Linked DNA regions of Mus musculus: regions 2, 3 and 4 are each linked to region 1. A link is a contact called in public Micro-C and promoter capture Hi-C data. All regions are on one chromosome and are shown on one strand. Each heading gives the region's core, a stretch centred on a gene start, on an enhancer-like site or on the middle of the called end of the contact. The rest is flanking DNA. Distances are from core to core; before and after follow the strand shown.

What was found. Promoter capture Hi-C pulls out the DNA fragments that hold promoters and counts their contacts. Hi-C and Micro-C count contacts between places; a contact is called where the count stands out from the background.
Region 2: a contact with region 1 is called in a promoter capture Hi-C map of second pharyngeal arch cranial neural crest. The contact joins the promoter of Lhx8 here to the promoter of Pitx2 in region 1. A contact is called at or near these places in 4 of 39 promoter capture datasets (cranial neural crest, embryonic stem cells and second pharyngeal arch cranial neural crest).
Region 3: a promoter capture Hi-C map of embryonic stem cells shows a contact between it and region 1, with 6 read pairs. The contact joins the promoter of Tbx15 here to the promoter of Pitx2 in region 1. A contact is called at or near these places in 3 of 39 promoter capture datasets (cranial neural crest and embryonic stem cells).
Region 4: a Micro-C map of embryonic stem cells shows a contact between it and region 1, with 14 times the contacts expected there. The contact joins the promoter of Alx3 here to the promoter of Pitx2 in region 1. A contact is called at or near these places in 1 of 39 promoter capture datasets (cranial neural crest) and 3 of 484 Hi-C or Micro-C datasets (all in embryonic stem cells).

The regions. Positions count from the first base shown.
Region 1 is chr3:129,198,617-129,201,565 of GRCm38.p6, reverse strand. It overlaps Pitx2 (paired-like homeodomain transcription factor 2), which reads right to left and starts at 1,688. Exons shown (of 5, transcript NM_011098.4): 1 at 1,404-1,688. Gm40149 (a long non-coding RNA gene) reads left to right here and starts at 2,657. Exons shown (of 4, transcript XR_867634.2): 1 at 2,657-2,949.
Region 2 is chr3:154,329,053-154,331,927 of GRCm38.p6, reverse strand. It overlaps Lhx8 (LIM homeobox protein 8), which reads left to right and starts at 1,368. Exons shown (of 9, transcript NM_010713.2): 1 at 1,368-1,656. The coding sequence starts at 1,576. It overlaps AI606473 (expressed sequence AI606473), which reads right to left and starts at 1,107. Exons shown (of 3, transcript NR_040387.1): 1 at 865-1,107.
Region 3 is chr3:99,252,255-99,255,051 of GRCm38.p6, reverse strand. It overlaps Tbx15 (T-box 15), which reads right to left and starts at 1,292. Exons shown (of 8, transcript NM_009323.2): 1 at 967-1,292. The coding sequence starts at 1,171.
Region 4 is chr3:107,593,625-107,596,403 of GRCm38.p6, reverse strand. It overlaps Alx3 (aristaless-like homeobox 3), which reads right to left and starts at 1,373. Exons shown (of 4, transcript NM_007441.3): 1 at 952-1,373. The coding sequence starts at 1,228.

The sequences.
Region 1 (2,949 bases), core at 439-2,938:
CCTTTTCATTTCCTTTCTTATCCCACAGCAGAACCATTCATGGAAAGCTGAAAAATAAAAAGCATGAGGCCATATGTTTTAAATGAACTAAATTGGTGTGATTAGCCAGCAAATTAATTTGCAGTGGGTAATCATTTAAGGAAATTAAGATACCACTTTAGCACAGCCCCGTGCTTCACCATGAGCAAGCTTTCTTTAAAGCTCTGTGGAATGTGTGCTTCTGGAGCTTTGGAGCTACAGTGCTCAGCTTACAGGACAAAGCAGGGCAGTAACTTAGGCGTAGTTTTGCTGAGGCAAAGCAAAACATTCCATAAGTGAAGTAGCTACTTTGTTTTGAAACTAAACTTTGATTATTGGAATACTGTGCTCATTTTCAACGCCCCCCAAACAACAACAACAACAACAACAACAACAACAACAACAAGTCCTCAATTCACTTCAGTAACAATCTTTGTTTCTGTGAAATTATTGGTTTTAGGTGGAGTCTCCTCTAAATGATACTGCATGAGAATAAAATATCTTTAATTGTAACTAATGGTCTGAAAAGGATGCAGAGATCTCTTAAAAATCAAATTACTTGTTCGTTAAATCGTTTAGAATGTATGAATGCATATTATTGTAATTCATAATAGTAAAAGACTCTCTCCCCATTTTAATTTACCTCAAAAAAATACGGTAGTCCTACAAAATAGAATAAAAACAAAAATATCCCAGCCTCCTAGGATAGTTTGATTTCTAAATTGTTTAGGGAAGGTGATTTAATTGGAATAAAAGGACTGTATTTCGCTGGTTTGGAATCGCATGTTTTTACTTAGTTACCAGTTGCAAAATAGTGGCCTCTCCGCATCCGTTTAAAATGCATCTCCCTCAGTACAAGATTGGAGTTGACTGATGATCAATTTAAAGGATTTATAATCCGAAGTAATTGTGCGGGTTGGCATCTAGGCCTGGCTCTCAGGTAATTCGCTTGGGCCTGAGAGGTCACTAACCGCCGGTTAAGATGGAATCTCCTTTTTTTTCCAATGGGTAATGATGGGAAGGGGCTAATCTATTCCAGTAGCTGAAACTTTGTAGCTGGCCCTTTATCTTGACTGGGCTAATCCTCAGCTGGAGGATTTCTCCCTACCCTGTTGGCATCGAAATTTCAGGGAAGATGCCTCGTTTTAACTGCCAGCCATGCCTGGCTTCCAGTCGACTTCAACGCCGGGTAGGACTGTTCTAGTGTCTGCGATTGAGGGCGAACGGAACAGGGGCTCTGTAAGATCTGTTTGCCAACTGCGCTGAATCTGGAGAAACAAGCCCGGCGAGCCACAAATCATACACGGCGGAGGTTCTCCAGAGTGGAACAAATTTCCAGACTCGCATTATCTCACAGCTCTGTGGGAGAGAGGGCCTCCACTTACCGGCTACCGGAGAGAGAACGGCTGTCTCCCCGTCCCACCGCTTCCCAGGGTGACTGCCAGGCGGCCGAGGCTCGGGCTGCACAGCCAGCGCCGTGGAGCGGGTCTGGGTGGAACTGCGGGGATCTTGAGGGTGCCAAGTTCCGAGAGGGTCCACGCGGGGGGCTGCTAAAGCTAGCGGGCGCCGGCAGTTTCTGTCTGCTGCTCTCCGGCTTTCTCTCTCGGTCTCGCACTCTCTCTCCCCTCCCTCGCTCTCATCCCTCTCTCTTCCCTCCGCTCCGACTCCGTGTGCGGAGTGTCGTGACGTCAGCAGAGATTCCACCAAACTCCAGTGCACAGTGGCGCGCGGGCGGGCGGCCGAGCCTGCTGTACGCTGGGCGATCAAGGGGCGAGCACAGCCTTGGGCCACTGCGGGGGTGGGGGAGCGTGCAGGGGCGATCGAGGGGACAGGGGACCACTAGGGCTGAGAAGTGAGGCCCAGGGGCCCAGGAGACTGCGGTCCCGGACAGAACCCAGGAGGGAGGAGCGGAGGATCAGGGGCCGGAGGCAACTACCGACCGACAGGAGCTGACCAGTGGCAGGAGCTAGCACTCAAGCTGGGGAGCAGGATGGTGGGGATGGTAGGAAAGGGACAAGGATGGAATGGACGGAGAAAAAACGGTTGTGCGTCAAACCCCTTCTAAATCTGAGTGGGAGGGCCAGAGCCTGGGGAGACAGAAACCTATTCGCGCGGAGCAAAGTCTGGGTGGCTTACGAGGAAGGGACTAGCAAAGTGGCCCATGAAATGAAACAAAGGGCAGTGTGGCTTGGTTTGATCCGGGTGAGGCTTTCGAAGTGTGGATGTGAGTGTGCGCGCGCGTGACCTCCTTTCAGGCCCGCGGAGTAGAGGAAAGCTGGTTACTGTACTGATTGTCTACAGGGGCAGTGGGAGGGAATTGAGGGATCCACAGAGGGCAGCACTGAAGGTGGGTGGATGGATGGGGTGGCAAAGAGAAGATGATGACTGGGAGAAGTTAGAAAAATAGGGTGAGCTAGCGGCAGAAGGTGGGAGAGCCACAGCCGATAGGTGTGTGTGGGGGGGATGAAAGAAGGGAGGGAAGGAGAGAGAAAGAAAGAAAGAAAAAGGGGTAAGGAAGGGAGAGAGGGAGGGAGAGAGGGAGGGAGGGAGAGAGGGAGGGGGAGGAGGAGGAGGAGGAGGAGGAGGAGGAGGAGGAGGAGGAGGAGGAGGAGGAGGAGGAGGAGGAGGAGGGAGATATTACCAGACGATGACCGGAGGGAGGCCTGAACTACAGTAAGGCAAGGGCTAGGTCACGGTGGTGTCTGAGGTCAAGACGGGTGGATCAGAGTGGAAGAGCGCAGGTAGACAGGGCCACACACCGGCCAGTGTGTCGGCATGGGATCTCTTGCTCAAGTCTGGGACTCTCAGAGTCTAGAATTTCCTCTGCTGTACCTACACTCAACAAGTTCACCCCGGGTCGCGGATATCTCATTTTTTAAAATGACGAGGTTAAGGTTCCTGACTGAGAGTGGTATTAAATTGCACCGGGAT
Region 2 (2,875 bases), core at 119-2,618, about 25 Mb before region 1:
AATACTTTATTATGTGGATTCCCTCACCCACTCCTGATTTTCGCTTTTGACGAAAATCAGCAGCAGAAGCCACAGAAGCAGCAGCAGCAACAACAACCACTATTTAGCTTTTCGGGCAGTCGGTCCAAACCTCCACCGTTCTATGCTTTACCAGAATACAGTCGATTCTTAAATCTCAGGTCCCTCATACTCCACGCTAAATTTAATGGAGATCTCCTGATGGGCATCGGCCAGAGGGTGCTAATATGAAAGTGTATGTAATGGCTGAAAAGGAGAGCCGAGATGGCGTATGTTCAAACGTCCTCTGTGTTTAAGGAGGAAAGGGGCAATCAAAGAAAACCTTTAATCCCTGCCCACCCCAATGCTCATTTTGTCCAGAGAAAGTGTGGTCAGCATTAGTTGCTGCTGGCCCCTCCACTACCCCTGATGGCTGGTCTGGGTTCTTCTTCTCCCGCTAAAATAAGACAAGGGAGTAAGATTGCTCTTCCTTGTGTTTCACTACATATATTTCTGTCTAACTAAGGTAACAAAAGCATGGTTTTGTTATAAGGCTTGAGAAACTGACTCCAGGATGTTCTTATATCACTTAAATTCCAAACGTTTCTCTTTTGCTTATCTAAAGGGACAAATAAATAAAAGTAATTAAAAAATAACTTCTTACAAAATTTTTCTTCTATAAACAAAGTGAGACCTCATAAACAAACAAACAAAAAACCTCACACTTTCCAATTCAGATAAAAATTATCTCTACCCTACTCACATTCAAACGTTCACACTTAAGCACGGGAATGTGGAGTGCGCAGCAGTCTATCTATGGCATACCGTTTGTCTAGAATTAAAGAAAATAAAAAAATCGTAACATACTTTCGTTTTTCTTGTATCCTTGATTTCAAATCTAGTCGCGAATCAAATCTAGTCCTTCGTTTGTCCCTTCATTATCTTAACGGGAAAACCTTTCGAAAATGTAGAGAGAACCATTGGTGCGCATTTAGGGAGACCTAAGACTTGGGAATCCAGAAGACCTCCGCTTTCCCTCCGTGAGCCGCTGAAAGAGCTGTAACCCGAATCTTTGTTTAGGTTTTGGCTGGGGAGCGAGAATTTAAAGACAACTCAGAGGCAGAAAGCTTATTCTTAAAAAGAAAAAAAAAAGGCAAGTTAACGGACATCCGCAATTCCCCCCCACCTTTAACACTGAACTCAGAGTAAGTTGTCTGGTGCAGATAAAGATCTTAACATGTAGAGAAGGCGGGTTTTTCATAAGGAGGTGAGGCTGTCCCTTCAGGAAAAGACTTTTCCCCCACACCCCCTCCTCTCTGCGAGGTTCCACCCTCTGGAAAACACAACTTTCCCTCTTTTCCTGGAGGGACAGGCCTTAGTGTGGCTGAGAGAGGAAGAACAGTGGGTCAGAGAGTGGTTACGGTCACTGTGGCCTTTTTGGAACAAGACACACTGGTGGCATCGCTGTTCTGCCTGTTAGCTTTCCTTGGCCTTTGGGGGCGGAGGAGGGGACACTGCGGACACCCACAGCCTCTGACCCTCTGGAGCTGGTATGTGACGAGCAGCGCCTGCGGGGCCATGTATTGGAAGAGCGATCAGATGTTTGTGTGTAAGCTGGAGGGAAAGGAAGTGCCGGAGCTGGCGGTTCCCCGCGAGAAGGTAAGCGAGCCTACACCGGGCGGGATCTGTTGAATAGGAGTTTCCTTGAGAGAAGAGAGTTGTCCGGCCCCTAAACCAGGCTGGGAAACTACCTGTCACTGCCTCGTCTCCAGACCTGACAATTTTTTTTATTACGTAGTAGCGTTAGGTAGTAATCACTCCGTCCCCTCCCCACGGGCTCACTTAACCTAAGGCATGGACACTCTAATTTGGGAGACGAAACCTGGAGCCTAAGACGCTCACGGGGCAACGTGAGTCCTGCTTGTATTCTACGTGACGGGCTGTTCGCGGCAGTCTGGGGCAGGGGCCGGGGGTCTAGGTGTTTGTCTCAGGGCACCAGATACCAATGGCTGCGCTCTGCTGAACGCTGGCTCTTGCCACGGATAAGGTGAATGTGGGGCTTGAGACCCGGCGGCGACAGACCTGGGGACTTGAGTCTTCCAGGGCCCGCCCGCTCTTAGAAAGGGACAAAAGAACGATTTCGTTGGAAATACCAAAAGGGCAAATTTCGCAGTACGAGGCGAGCCTAACGGGGAGACCTGGCAAGCTGTCACCTACTCCGGAGGCAAGACCCGTGGGTGCTCGCATTTTATGGTGGAACTCGGTTCCTAAACTGTTGGAGAGCAGGGCCGGGGTGGGGGTATCGGCTGGACATGGGCAGAGTAGTGCTGGCTTCGTGTTTGTCTGACGGTTGCGGGTAGCGTTTCTGTCTGGATGCTTTCTGTCCACGAAGACGCGCCCGGGAGCAGCTGCGCCGGGGCTACCCAGGCGTGCGGCCGCTGGCTCACCTGGAGCTTTCGGAAGACAGAGGAAAAGGAGACAAAGGGACGCAAAAGCGAGGGGTGTGGGCTGCTGGAATCCGCGGACCCACTCGCCCTAAACTAGACTTCTCAGAGAGATTGCATTCGTTTATAGAACAAAACTGAAAGTGCAGCCAGGGATTGGGGACACTTGAGCGACGCGTCCGCGTGCTCTAAAATATTCTGACCCGCATTGGGTGAGTTTTTTTTTTTTTTTAATGGAACAAATTAAATTCAGCTGGATATTTCCATTATTCGGCCCGCTTTTGCACTGGTTAAAACTAATCCTTTAGTAGCTAAAATGTTGACTTACTGAGCACTAAGTGGCAATTCACACCTTAAAGAAACCAGTGTAAATCGCTTACGGTTCTAATTGCTTCAAGTTTACCAAAGAGCTGCTGGCTCCGTTTAATCTGAAG
Region 3 (2,797 bases), core at 43-2,542, about 30 Mb after region 1:
GCTCCCGAGCCTACTGCTGCTCCCATTCCTGTGTGGGCGGCTGCCTGACTCTTCCCCCCCACCCCCAAGCCGTGTAGGACAAGGAGTCTAGTCCTGGATCCTAGCTGGTCCGCAGGGACACCTTCTGCAGGGCCTTAGAAATCTGGGCTGAAAATACTAGTTGTTGAAAATATTCTGAAGCCGCTAAACCGAGTTATGAGTGTAGTGTTTGTGAGCGTGCTTACAGGATTTTGACAACAGCTGTTCCCCCGGGCTGTTTTGCACTGTTGAAATCTTGGCACTAAATACAAAATGTGAAGCTGTTTTCTCCCTCTTAGGGTTCTGTTAAAATACACACATTGACATCCGCCTTGAGTTTTAAGTGTTTTGTGCATATTAATTATGTACAATATGGAGAGATCTAAGAAAATTAGTTGAAACGTGCACCCACCCAAATACTGAGATGTGGGCACGGATTAAAGACCTGGGTCTCAGGATACAGTGTCTATCTACTATGTCCCCAGTGAAATAGAAATAATTATACTCCACCATCTAAAACTTAGTTGAGAGAGAAACTAAAAGAGAAAACCGGAACATTTCCCATGGCTGCCTTATAGGCTTCGTCTGGCAGCACTCGGGGGCTCTCAGAAGCACGGAAGCAAGTCTCAGATCCACTGGGCTCTTTCTCCAGTGTCTTTGACTGAGCTCTTTCAAACCCAGGGACCCGCAGCCCTCAGTCTCTGACACAAGAGAAGGGGGATGGACGCAAGTAGGCCTTGAAATTGGCGATTAAAATGCAAGGCTCGGGCCAGGCCCCCAAATTGGTTCCGGCGAATTTAGGGAGGCTCAAGGTATTTATGCCAAGAAAAAGGAACCCCCGTCGGAGTGAGGCAGGGAGTCAGCAGGCAGGGCCTCCCTCCACTCGCGGGGATACCGGCTGGTGTTCCTTCTCCACCCGCCTCCCGTCGTCCGATCCGACACACTCACCCGGGTGGGGCTCCAGGCCGTGTGTCGCCGGGTCGTCTGTGTCTCCGAGTGGGCCTGCGGGACTCAGCGCCTCCATGGACAAGTCCAGCCCCTTCTCCTCCCAGTCTCGCAGTTTCCGCTTTTTATTTGAGCCGATCAAGGCTTCAACGGAGAAGGCATGTGCTCGGGAGCTCAGGGCGACTGCAGATCTTCTCCGTTCACTCATTTTAGCCGCCCGCACCCGGGTCTCCTCTAGCCCGCGCTACTGAGCTGGCAGCCCCGCGGCCGCACGCTCCGAGCGCCCGCCGACCCGGCCCTGGAGAGGCGGCGGCGCCGCGGCCGAAACTGGGGCGGCGGCTCCGCGGGTGATCTGCGCCCTCCCTCCGTGTCCTCCCCCGCCCTCGACCGCCGGATCAGACCGGTGCCCCCAGCTGCCCCAGCCTCTAGGAACTAGCGCGGGGAACGCCGCCCGCCCGTTGCATGGAGCACTGAGTCCAGCTCCCCACCCACCCGGGCAGGCGCTCACAAACTCTGCTGACTGAACTTCATCTTTTCTTTTTTTTTTTTCTTTTCTTTCTTTCTTTTTTTTTTTTTTTTTTAAATTCACTCCCTCTTCCTTTTTCTCCTCCCTCTCCCCCTTCCCCACTCGTTCTTCCCGTCCTTCCCTGATCCAAACTTCTGGGAAACTTTTCCCCCCTGAATTCCTCCCTTCCCGAGGAACAGGGGGTAGGCAGTGAGCTCCTGTCCGAGGGGTGAGGGAAAAGGGAGGGGGAGCAGAAAAAGGCAGAGGGGAGGAAAGCCAGCCCCCAGCCAATGGCAAGAAAGGAACAAGAGAAAGCCCGAGAGCTCGGGCCAATGGGGAGAAGGGAGAGACTGAGGCTCGGGCCAAGGCTGTGCGCTGGCCATCCCCAGGATGCTTCTCTGCCAACTTTAACCCCTGGCTTCCCGGCACCCGACTTGTTTCTCTGTAGGAGGAGGGCAGTCGGGACAGCTCAAAGTCAAAATCTGATCTTCGCCCTTATAGACTCTACAAGTCCAAATACGAATCCATACAGTTTCCTTCCAAACTCTCAGGATCTAATAGAGCTAGCTATCATACTCAGTTCAGATGCAGATCTGGGAAGCTGATGCTGTGACAAAATGCTAACCTGTCCCTCTCCTCAAAAAAAAAAAAAAAAAAAAAAAAAAAAAGGCAGAAGATATTTCTGATCATATCACCCATGCCCCCAGGGGCTTTGAGATCTGCCCAAATTTCTCTACGCAGGTTTCTACTGTGTTCCAGATCAATGACTTTCTAAGCGGGTCCGGTTAAGGCAAAACGAAACAACAACAACAAAAAATTTTCCTGCTGCCATTCGGCCTTATAACTGAACATTTCAGGACTTCACGCTCCTTGTTCTACCTGATGGAGGGAGGAGACAGACACGCTGAGAGTTAAGAGACCTGCATGGGCCGCTTAGCTTGCCTCGGGGTCTGCAAACTTACCCTGCTAGACTGGGCCCCTGCACCACACAAATAGTAACTTTCATAGCGCAGCAGACTCTGAGCTGCGCTTCGCCTATCCCGGGCTCTTATTCCAAAGAACCCACAGCGGGTGCCGGGGTTGGGGGTGGGGGGGAGATAGATAAGACTTCTGATAGCTGGGAAGGAACTTTTTCAAAATTTCTTCAAATCCCCTCATCTCCAGAACTTGGCTCTCATCTCTTACTAATGATCTCCCTTTGCTCCCACGCCTCACTTTTAAAGCTTTCAGGACCGTTCATTCACCACAGATAACCTAGGAACTTAAAACAACATCCCCCACCATTTTTGTTATCCAACCGCTCACCAAGTTATTTATCCTCATGGATAA
Region 4 (2,779 bases), core at 124-2,623, about 22 Mb after region 1:
GGTCTAGGCTACGAAATGTGGCTGCATACGAGGGGTGGGCGTGGGTGCTGAGCCACTCGTGGGTCAGCGAGTACAGTGGGCGGCAAAAGAGTCTTGGCAGGCCCTGCCACTCAGGCGCATTCTCAGATAATGGTACGGTCCGACCCGCCTTAGCACACAGGGCACGGTCCCCGGAGTGGGATGCGCCCTGGGATTTAGGATAGTTCGGGACCGCTTCCGACGGCTCAGCGGTGATGATTCGGTGCCGAGATGCCAACTGCAAGAAGGGTAGCCATCCCCGTGGCGACGGGGAGGCCAAGTTAATCTGAGAAACAAGAACATAGTTATTTGATCTTGAAGACAGTCCCAGTTCTGAGGGGGAGCAGCCACCGCCACTCTGCGGAGCGACTTAACGGCATCAGAAAACCTTTTCCTGCAGAGGCTGGGCCCGAGGATGAGAGCTGGGTAAGTCCAGGACACAGCCTTTCCCTCGCTGAGTCCAGTTTGGCCACTAAGTCGAGGCCCAGCCTCTACGCCCTCAGCGGGCGCCATGCACAAAAGCAGAACTCTTCTCTCCCAGCTTTGGGGCCCAGTTAGGCTCCGGGGCCCTCCACCCAGTCCCCTCTTCTGGGTCGGTGGCAGAGAGGCTCGGCTCCGGATGAGCGCGATCTCTCCTCCCAGGTTCAATCACCTTGGGGGTCGGAATGGGCCCAAGATCGTCCCTACTCCACCCTCCTTTGACCTCCCGCCTCCCATTGCCTCTGCCGGCCGGGGACACAGGCGATTCTGCGGTCCCCAATGCCCTGGCCTTGTCCGGCCAGGCCAGCAGCGATCTAGCGAGGGAATCGTGGAAAATGCGAGACGTACCCAAAGTTAAGAAGCAAGAAAGCGGGAGAGTCGGGGAGACCAGGAAGGGCTGGGGATAAGAACGACATGGGGTTCCACCACCACCCCCGACCCCCGGCGTGTTACCTTCCGCGGAGCCCTCGTAGAAGTGGCCGCCGTTGAGCACCGGGCCTGGCCCGAGGTCCTGCAGGTACTTGGCGGGCGGCTTGGCGGGCTCTGGGAGGTAGGGTTCCAGGGGCCCACAGGCCGGGAAGCGGCTCAGGCGCGGACCGCGGGGTGGCGCGGGGTGCAGGTGAGGCGCAGCATCGGGAGTCCCCTGGGGACCCGGAGCCTCGTCCCCCGCGGCCGCGTAAGGACCGGCCGCCGGCCCCACGGAGAAAGGCGCGCAGCGCTCGGGGTCCATGCCGGCTCGGGCTCACAGGCCGCCGGAGCTCCGGGGCTCCCGCTAACCCGCGCGGCCTGTGAGCCAAGGGGGAGGGACCTGGGCTCGGGGGCGCGGAGCCCCCGGGAGCGGCGCGCGCCGCGGGGGGTGGGGGGCAGGAGAGGGGGCCGCGCCTCTGACTTAATGCTGGAACCATCCACGTCACGTGCGGCCCCGTGCGGGTTAACCCCTCGGAGCCCAGGAACACCCCCACCCCACCCCATTCACCCCGAGTCTGGTATCACAAGCAGTTGGAAGAGAAGAGAGGGAAGCTGCTTCCTTTCGAGGGCAGGATCCCTTTTGTCTAGCAGTCGGGTGAGTCCTTGGCTCTGAGCTGCACCCTCAAGTCCTGATATCCATCTTAGTGGCTCTTGGCCCTGGGGAGGTGAAACGGTGAGGGCAGACATCCTCCCCACCCCCGCACCCTCCCCCATCCCTCCTCCAACATTCTCTTTGAGGCCTGATCTGACATCAGTCTGAGAAGAGAGGCCTCTACTGTGGTAGAGTTTCCCCTTCACCTTGCTCGGTTTATTTTTGCTGGTAGCTGGAAAAAAGCAAGGGCATCTCCCTTAGACACTTGTTTTGCCTGGACATCCTAGAGACTGGATGCTGTGGAAACAGCAGGGGGCTTGGGAGCTTGGGCCTCAATACTGTCATTGATTATCTGTGATTTGAACCTCTCACTTAGCGTTTTCAGCTGACTGTGGTCCATCTACATTTGGTGGTGAGTTCCAAAGCCCAGGCAGGCCAAAACAGACAGAGAGATCTCTAGGTTTCACAGTGGTCTGCCCAGGTAGCTTTTTGGGTCAGCTATGGAAGAGCAGAAGGGTCATTGTCCTTCTGAGCAGCATAAACTGAATGTCACTCAGATCCACTGCAAATTAACTGCTTCAGGCTTGCTATTTTAGACATAGCGAGGGTAGGATTGCATCTCCCAAAGGTGAGTCTCCTCGACCCAAAGGAAGCCTAGGATTAGGGTATAGCTTAGCCTTTCTGAAACTGAATAATCCTTACTGTGCCTAAGATCTGGGAAGAAATACCAGAGGTCCTTTGGACCCGAGCTTAAAGATCCCTTAGGTCCGGGTTAAAACATTTATATTTTTAGGACCCCTGGAGATTAGCGAGAGGGGCAGGGAGTCAAACATCATTTGTATTCTATTTGAATTCTCATTTTTAAAAGGAATCTAAGAGGCCTGGTGTGAACACCTCCCTCTTCCGTTGGAGGCTTAGAGGAGGTTTCTTGGCTGTCCTCAGCCAGAGTTGGGCTGTAAATCAAGGCCAAACAGGAACCAGAAGCCTTGCATCTCACAAGGAGTCATTAAGCCATTATTAAACATACCGTAACTTTTCTGAAGCCTTATTGGCTTAAACACCACATTGGAGGCATTATGGCCATTAGGGCCCCTAATCACAGACTGCAGGCTAGGCAGAGATGGGAGCACCTGGGGCTGATATTTCCAGCTAGAGAAGCCTGGCTTAAAATGAGGTTTTCCCCTCTGCCTCTACCAGAGGGGAGTCCACTGGCTCTCAGCT